2 separate regions of the Mus musculus genome follow, and region 2 is linked to region 1. Evidence: chromatin contacts called from public Micro-C data. All regions are on one chromosome and are shown on one strand. The core of a region is the stretch at or near the end of the contact, and the rest is flanking DNA. Distances in the headings are between cores, read along the strand shown.

Region 1 (4,006 bases), core at 956-3,455:
ACACACACACACACCCCATGCTCCCACTCCACCACCCTCATCCCCCCATCTCCCACCCCTCAGCTATTCCTGCTGGCTGGGTTCACCCAGAGGTCACATGCCTCACACTCCAGGAGAAGGCCACCAGCCTGCTCCAGGCAGTTGAGAATTGAGGACATTTCTCATTCTAAGCTGGGCAAGTGACTGTGTTCTCAGTTTTTGGTATTTCCCTGAGCCAGTATTACTTCTTTTATGCATACATGTGTTAGTAACAGGGTAAAGAACACAGAGTTTTATACTGGTGCGTGCATGTGTGTGTGTGCACATGTGCGAGTGCAAGTCAGGTGTGTGCATGTATGCATGCATGTGCATGGAGAAAAGTCCTGGCTCAGGAAAGGGTCAGAAAATCCTGGAGCAGAGTAGGAGAGGGTGGCCGTGTCCTTCCAGCCTCCCTCTCCTGAGGCAAGCATCCTCCTTTCAGATATGAAGGCTGAGGCTGGCAAATCCAGACTTCCCATCCCTCAGGCACCCACACAATCCTTGTGCCCAATGAGGGACCGAGCAGATGAAGGAATGGGCAAGCCAAGGGGACAGGGGCATTTGTCTCAGGAAAAATGGACCTGCCCATAGAACTTGAACCCGCTAGGCAGAGTAACTGTCCCTCAAAGCCTTGAACTGATCAAGCAGTTGTCCTGCCTAGCAGGTTGTCCTTCACTCCAAAGCAAGGGTTCAGAGGCAGGCTGGAGAGGAAGCCCAGAGCCCTGGAGGATGTGCCGGGTGGTGGCTCAGTTGGTTCTGGGCTTGCCAGGGTGTATTGAACAGTGTGCTAACCAAAGCCTCCTCGGGGCTCCTGAATTTCCTGTTCAGCTCTCACTTCCTCCCGGTGGTTCCCAGATCCTGGAAGCAAGCTGCTGGACAAAGACACTGAACTAGGGTCTCTGAACTAAACTCCTCTCAGCGTTCCTGACCCCCGGTATGCAGACACCCTCAGGCACCCTGCCCTTCTCCACACAACTGCTTTGCTATTTAACACTTAGTTTCTATTCCGCCGCAAACCCATCTGATGCTGCTTTGAGAGGTGGGAGGAGGGGTTCTCTGCCAGGCAGGGAACACAGGGAGCACCGGCCTGTGGAAGCCTGCTTTCCAGCTTGTGGCTCTATGCAGGATATCGAGGAAATTTTTTCCTCTTTAAGTTTCCTGTGGGTGACATAGGTGCTAACATGTTTATGGTCGTGTCTTTTTCTAATTTTAAAAAGACTGGAAAACCAAAACCAAAACCTAGATCAATGGTTCTCAACCTGTGGGTCGCCACCCCTTGGGAGATGGAATGGTTTACCCCCCCCCCCCCACAGGGTCCTTTAAGATCGTCAGAAAACACAGATATTTACATTACGAGTCATAACAGTAGCAAATTTGCAGTTATGAAACAACAATGACAATTTTAAGGTTAGGGGGTCACCACAACATGCAGAACTATATTAAAGGCTCAGCACATTAGAAAGGTTGAGAACCACTGCCCTAGGCAGTAAATCTATCTAGATCCACACCCTGGCGTTTTTGAGAGCAATCCTTAATTTCAAATACTGTGTCTAACCCTTTGAGTTTCTCATTTCAACAATGGACTGGGGGTTGTTTGGGAGCTAACGGAGACAAGGACTGTGTTGATTTAGGACCAGGCCTACAAACTGCCCCCACCAAACAGTAGAATGTATAGCTCTGCTCAGTGGGACAGAGCACTGCTGGGACCAGGGGAAGTGAGGGACACTAGGACTGCCTCTGCTTCAGCAGTCGGTCACACACCCCACCCATTCCCCAGAGCTGGCAGCAGAGGGGCGTACTCACTTGCACAGAACATCCACACCACAGATCCTGCCTTCCCCAACATGGTCTGGCTCCTTTCCCGACACAAGCCCAGTCTGGAACTGGCAGGGCACTGGACAGGTCTGGGCTGTCTGGTTAAAGCTATGGCCTCTGGCCTGGTTCAGCCTGTAGTCCCTGTGACTCTCCTCCAGCTCACCTGGGCCAGACTGGGCCCACATGCCCCACCCAGTCAACGGACTGGCAGGTGAGCTCACCTATGGGGTGAGGCCCCTGCTCCACCTACTCTATGAAAGGCCCCAACAAGAGTCTTCTTCCTTCCTGGAGCCAGCCATCTTCCTGCCTTCTCCCTCTTCAGCAGGAGTGCAAAGTCCTGTGCTTCTCAGAAGGTGTGGACCTCTCATAACTGATGGGATGTTGTTGCTGTGTAATAAAAAGGGAGCGAGCTCAGAAGTGAAAGCTAGTAAAAGCAGGGTGTTGCCCACACTTGCTGAGGCACATTAAGACCCGGCATTGTCTTTTTCTTTGCCCTTCCTCTCTTCTCTGACTCCCACACTGGGACAGAAATGTGGTCTCGGAGGACACAGGAAGTTCCTGTGTTCAGAATTGGTACCCGGCTTGGGAAAGTAGCAGATACACAAGAAACCAAGATGACAATGTATCTTAGTTCTTCCTCTCAGTTTCTAACACCATAGTCTTGTAACCTGGGAGCCCTGAAACCTCACAGTCCCAAAACAACTGAGATGTTTGTTACCTTCGAATAAATGTAAGAGGTGAACCGAAACACCTTTCATCCCAGCACTCAGGAGGCAGAGGCAGGCAGATCTCTGTGAGTTTGAGGTCAGCCTGGTCTGCAGAGTCAGTTTCAGTACAGCCAAGAATATCTATAGGAAATAGCTCTCCGGGAGAGCTATCTGATCAGGCTCTGCCATAGATACTCTACATTATAGAATATGTACAAATGATATTATGTCATTTAAATATTTTTATTTAATAAAATACCTTAGAGTTTTTTTGCATTCATACATACAGCACTACTATGTTCTGCTTAATAGGTAATGAATAATATCACACCACGTGTTACCTTTTCCAAGTTTGTTCATATTTCTACATAGTTATTGGTCTTGGGCTTCCTGGTTTCTAGAGTGTCTTTGTGTTCTTGGGAAACTCACTTTTGATAAAGTGATTACTATAAATGCTTTCCCAGGTGTTGCCTTGTATTACAAATTCCCTGTGTACAGTGATCTTTTCTAACTACCAGGTTTAGTTGGCTTACAAACTTATTGCTTTTCACCTGTTACACTTTGCTTAGTCACAGTTTAGCCTTCTCCTACTGTATATGATGATTTTCCAGTTTCTGGACACTGTCGTCAGGTTATCTTACTCAGGACAGACCCCCTGATGCTGGGTCTCTACTCTGGCTCTCTTGCTGACTCTGCAGCCCTTAAGAAATGAACGGACGTCCATCTGCTCCTTAAATTGTCCTGTAAGGTGTGCTAGGATTCACTCTTCAACGTCCCTTCCCTTTTAAGAGTTATCTTCCAGGGTGTGTAACCTCTGTTCTGTCTCTACTTAGACATCTAGCCGGCTGCGGCTCGTTCTTTCCTGCTGCAGGACTGTGCACTGTGCTCTCTCGGCAGCCCCTCCCCACTATTATACCCATTATATTTTATCCAGCTTATCCTTTAAAGGCCTGCTCCTACATCATGTCTCCCACGAAGCCTTCCCTGGCTTCGCAGCTCAGAACTTGCTCCTTCTTGAGATTCAGTGCAGCGCTCTGAGTCTCTTCTAGGGCAGGAACTCCACTCTTACACTTCAGCTATATTTAGTCTCTGTCTAATGCCTCCTAATAAACTGTGAGCTCATTCATTCATTCAGCCAATCTCTGAGGCTACTACTCTGGGCACGTTTCCATCTAGCTAGGAAGACAAGGGCTATGAGTCTAACTAACTTAGTCAGGTACAGTGCCCAGTGCATAGGAGGTAACTAAGAAATATTTACAAACGTGGAGGCAGATGGAAAGATGGATGGATAGGGGAGGGGTCACTGTGGAGAGGGTGAACTGGAAGCCACCAGAAGCATGGAGGCAGGTAGAAGGAAGGATGCACGGACTCTCAGGACGTCGAGCATGAGAGGGTTAACTGTGGGCAGTTGGGGACTGCAAGGATGGTGGCAGAATGTCATGAGTTCCACCATAGAGTGGGTCATG
Region 2 (4,529 bases), core at 1,571-4,070, 1.2 Mb before region 1:
GATGGAATAATTAAAAGGGGCAAGAGATGTGTCAGTTCAGAGTAGGCTAAGTAAAACTGACAAACAGGTCCTGACATAAGTGTCTTCATAGGTAGGGGGATGGGCACATGGCTAGTTTACATGAGACAGCAGGGTTACTAAGATGTTAATGGTGGACTCTGGGTGGTAGGTATACTATTTTTAGTACTTTTGTTCTTTGGTGGTTTTTTTTGTTTGTTTGTTTGCTTTTGAGACAGAGGAGTTTTTGTGTAGCTTTGTCTGGCTCTAGATATCACAGCGAAAACCAGGCTGGCTAACTCACAGATCAGTTTGCCTCTGCCTACCAAGGGCTGAGATTAAAGGTGTTTGTCACTATACCCAGCCTGCATATATTGTTTATTGTAAGATATTTCAAATACATTTAATGTGTGTGTGTTAAAATATGGAAACATCTAGGTGTGGAGATTTTGGAAAAGTTCATGGTGTGGCCCTTGCTTTCTTTCCTCTTCCTCTTAGCTAGCTACCTACTAATCTGCGGACTCATCGAACTCCAGATTCCAACAAGCCTCACACTGCGCTATAAATAGAGTTCTGCAAATCCTTGAAGACTGTTATATTTCTTTTGCAGAGAATAGACTTTTGGGAGAAGTCAACCCACCCACACTGTCTCTGCTGGGGAATGGAGTGAGGGCTAGCCAGCCTCTCCCAGATGTCGCTGATGGACACCAGGCAACCACTCGGATCTTGGTTTCCTGAGGATGAAGTTTGGTGTTGATGTGACATAAAATATCTCAGAAGAGAACATGTGTAAGCAAGACAAGGTGGTGGAGACTGTGGGATCTGGAAGGTCCATTTCAGCTATTTAGGGAGTAACAGGGTCAGCCTGGGTTACATAAGATCCTATCTCAAAAGAACAAAACAAAGAGTGCTGTCTTCTCCCCCCAAGTCCCAAGATTTCTCTGTGCAGCCTTGACTGTCCTGGAACTCAGAGATTTGCCTGCCTCGGCTTCCTAAGTGTTGGGGTTAAAGGCATCTGCCAACAATACCCAGCTAAATCCTTGGTGTTTTTCCACTAAAGAATTGGAAGTTTCTTATTTCCTTTTTGTTTTTTGAAGTCAGTAAGAGAGAAGATGCACTATATCACGTTGGACTGATTCGTTACTCTTTAACGATGTTTTCAAAAACAAGAAAGTGTGTTAGACTTAAAATTTTTTATTTCTTTTTAAACTTAAAAATTGTAGCACAGTGGTGGCTGCACATACCTTTACTCCCAGGACTCTCTCAGGAGGCAGAGGCAGGAGGATCTCTGTGAGTTTGAGACCAGCCTGGTTTATAGAGTTTCAGGATACAGAGAAACCCTGTCTTGGAAAAGAAACAAAAACAAAACAAACAAAAAAACCCAAACAAAACCCTGTTTTATGTATATAGGCGTTTTGCCTGCATGTATATCTGTGCACCAGTGTTCCTGGTGGAAGCAGGGCCAAGAAGTGGGCATCAGATCCCCTGAAGCTGCCAAGTGAGTGACGGGAATTGGACCCACATACCTCTGGACAAGCAGCCAGTGTTTTTGTTGTTGTTGTTGTTATTGTTGTTGTTGTTGTTGTTATTGTTTTTGATTTTTCGAGACAGGGTTTCTCTGTATAGCCCTGGCTGTCCTGGAACTCACTTTGTAGACCAGGCTGGCCTCGAACTCAGAAATCTGCCTGCCTCTGCCTCCCAAGTGCTGGGATTAAAGGTGTGCAGAGGCAGGTGGATTTCTGAGTTCAAGGCTAGCCTGGTCTACAGGTTTCTGGTTCTAGGACAGCCAGGGCTATATAAAGAAACTCTGTCTCGAACCCCCCCCCAAAAAAAAAGAGGTTCAGAGTTCAGAGAAGCGGAGATTCTAGTACTACCTTTCAGGTGTGCCCAGCAAAACTGCCCTTTCTGGTTCCTTTAGGAGTCTTTTCAAGCCCCAATACTCTACAGTGATATTCAGGCATTGTTCTAAAAACTTTACCTATGATAATTCATTTTAGCCCATCAAAAATCCTAGCGTGTATCATTTTTATTTTCATTTAATAGAGCACTGAGGCACATTGGCCTTGCTTATGGAACTTGATGTGAATGAAGACATCTGGCTCCCGCGGTGAAGACTCCTTTTTAGTCTCCATTTGGTACTGTTTTCCTAACTAAGTGACAAATTGCCTGCCTCTAATAAACTAGGTCAGTTAAAGTCATCAATGAATGGAAATGGCATTGTTATGTTTCTATTTTCATTAACCCTAGCTCCACGGGAATGTCAGTACTGCGGAGCTAGGATGGTGTGGAAGGGCACTGGTTTTTCAGGGAGGAGTAACCGTCCCCGAGTCACCCTTCTTTTAGGGAGTCACATGAGGACAGACCTGCTAAGGAAAATGGCACTTGGGGGTTTCCAAGACAGGAACTCTCTTAAGCCGAGCGGGTGACACACTATTTTGGCACACGGAGGGTGGGAAGGGAGTCTCTGAAAACACAAGTTTCAGTGAGGATGAAGGGTCTAGGCATTAATTCTCCATCTTCATATTCCCAGCCTTTTCCAGTTTTGCGTCTCAAACCTCCAGTCTCTGCTCTGCTCTGGCAGTCTCTTCTAGCTTTTGATCTCTTTTGAAATAGGACGCAGAGTGGCGCATTAAGACGCTGACCTAGCCGGTTTCTTCACCCCTCCACCCCACCCCCCGCTCCGTCCCAGAAAGGGTTAATCCGGCGGGTGGGGAGGGGAGTGGCGCTCACACCTTTCCCAGAGACCTCGGGCGGCGGCGGGGCCCGGGCGGGGCGGAGGCTGGGGCCAGACTCCTGGCGAATAGCAGCGCGCAGCCCGCCCGGATTGGAGCAGCCTCATCACGCTGACCTCTGCCTGGGATGTAAACCCCACGGGCCGCCACGGGCACAGGAGAGCTCTCGGCACCTCCGGGAAAGCCACCTCGGCCTCCCCCGCGCCCGGGCTCCAGCCGCGGCCGGCCCAGCCTCGACCTCAGCAGCGACCAGCTGCTCCTGCGAGGAGCCGAGCGAGCCCGGTCGCGGGCGGGGAGCGTGCGTCGGTTCGCACAGGCTGCGAGAGGAGGGGCGGCGCGAGTCATGGCCGGGGACAGCGAGCAGACCCTGCAGAACCACCAGCAGCCCAACGGCGGCGAGCCCTTCCTGATCGGCGTGAGCGGGGGCACGGCCAGCGGGAAGGTAAGAGTCCGCGCGCCCTGCTCGCACGGCGGGCGGCGCATGTGGCCGGCGCCCGCGGGCCGTGTCAGTTGCAGCCTGCCACCGCGTGGCCCGCGGGATCCTCGTTCCGGGCCGCCGCGCTCCGGCGCCGCCAGACCCCGCGCAGGCTCGGTGCGCGGCGTTGGGGACCAGCGGGGGGACCCGGGCGACCGAGGGTCCAGGATGCGGGTTCCTCCTACAAGTCCCCCGCAGGGATGGTGCGCTCCCTCGCTGGTTCCCGGCGGCGGCTGTGACTCGTGGTCAGGGTCTTGTGGGGGAGGGGCGGAAAGCGGATGCTTATTGTTTTGCAAGTCGGGTGTAAGGACCCGGCTTTCGGGGCTTCCCTCGGAGCCCCGGTACGCTCCTCCGCCCGGCTTGGCCCTGGCCCCGGCCCAAGCCTGTGGGCTGCGAGGCTGGCCGGGATGCGCGAGGTGGCGCGCCCGCTGCCGGGAGCCCACCTGGGGGTTGCAGGGCTTTCCGGGAGAGCCGAAGCTCGATGGGCACAGTCACGGATGGGATGACAGCAGGGGCTGCTGTCTTTTATGCTTAGAAGAGAAAACCGCATCAGTCTCAGTGAGAAAGTTGTACAGGCTCCATGCTCTTCGGTGTCCGGGTCGCTCGCTCCTTGGATCGCAGGGAAGGGGTTACCGAGTCTGACTTTGCGAGGAACCTCTTTCCTTTGTATTTTCTCCTGCACGGCAGCGAGGGGCGACTTGACTTAACCTCGGGTCTTTACTGCAGGTGGAGAAGGGTGGAGCCCTCCCAGATGGTTCTTTCTTTACTCCCCCTCGCTCCCTTTTAGGATGTGGCTGCTTGTTCGCCTGCCGTTTAACAGCCGCCAAGTTCAGTGGGCGCTCGGGCTCCATGAGGGGCGCCCGAGGGAGCTGGGCGCCGCGTGCGGCCGCTGGTGAGGCCGGATGGTGAGTCCCCAAGGCTGGGCAGCGTGGAGCAGGAAGGCTGGATGGCGCCATGAGACGCGCGCCACGCGCCACGAGGTTTTAGCTTCCAGCCCATTTCTCCTTGGCCCCTCCTCCATTTTGATTTTTACGTATTTTCCCTCCAGGTCTGGAGTACTTTAGCTCAGCAGCCCAGATTCGGCGTTGTGTGCCGCAGACTCCAGTATTGATGAATTTCGCCTCTAGTTTAGCTTCCATGGCTAGGATTCTGAAATGCTGTTTAGGTATCGGAACTTAGGGTCCCCCCCCCCCCCGCCTTTTGCCTGTTAACGAGCTAAACTTTAAAAAAAAAATATGTTCTTCAATATGTTCTTCGTCTAGGAATGCCATTCCTATTAGGGCCCCTCATCAGCTCTTTTTGGAATCACCTCAGCCGCACTGTTC

The links. Hi-C and Micro-C count contacts between places; a contact is called where the count stands out from the background.
Region 2: a Micro-C map of embryonic stem cells shows a contact between it and region 1, with 2.8 times the contacts expected there. The contact joins the promoter of Uck2 here to the promoter of Gpa33 in region 1. A contact is called at or near these places in 5 of 484 Hi-C or Micro-C datasets (all in embryonic stem cells), 11 of 115 datasets of contacts at active chromatin or transcription factors (cardiomyocytes, embryonic stem cells, pancreatic cancer cells and 1 more) and 1 of 9 other capture datasets (embryonic stem cells).

What each region holds. Positions count from the first base shown.
Region 1 is chr1:166,128,420-166,132,425 of GRCm38.p6, reverse strand. Gpa33 (glycoprotein A33 (transmembrane)) reads right to left here and starts at 2,205. Exons shown (of 7, transcript NM_021610.2): 1 at 1,822-2,205. The coding sequence starts at 1,864.
Region 2 is chr1:167,283,418-167,287,946 of GRCm38.p6, reverse strand. Uck2 (uridine-cytidine kinase 2) reads left to right here and starts at 2,820. Exons shown (of 7, transcript NM_030724.3): 1 at 2,820-3,171. The coding sequence starts at 3,073.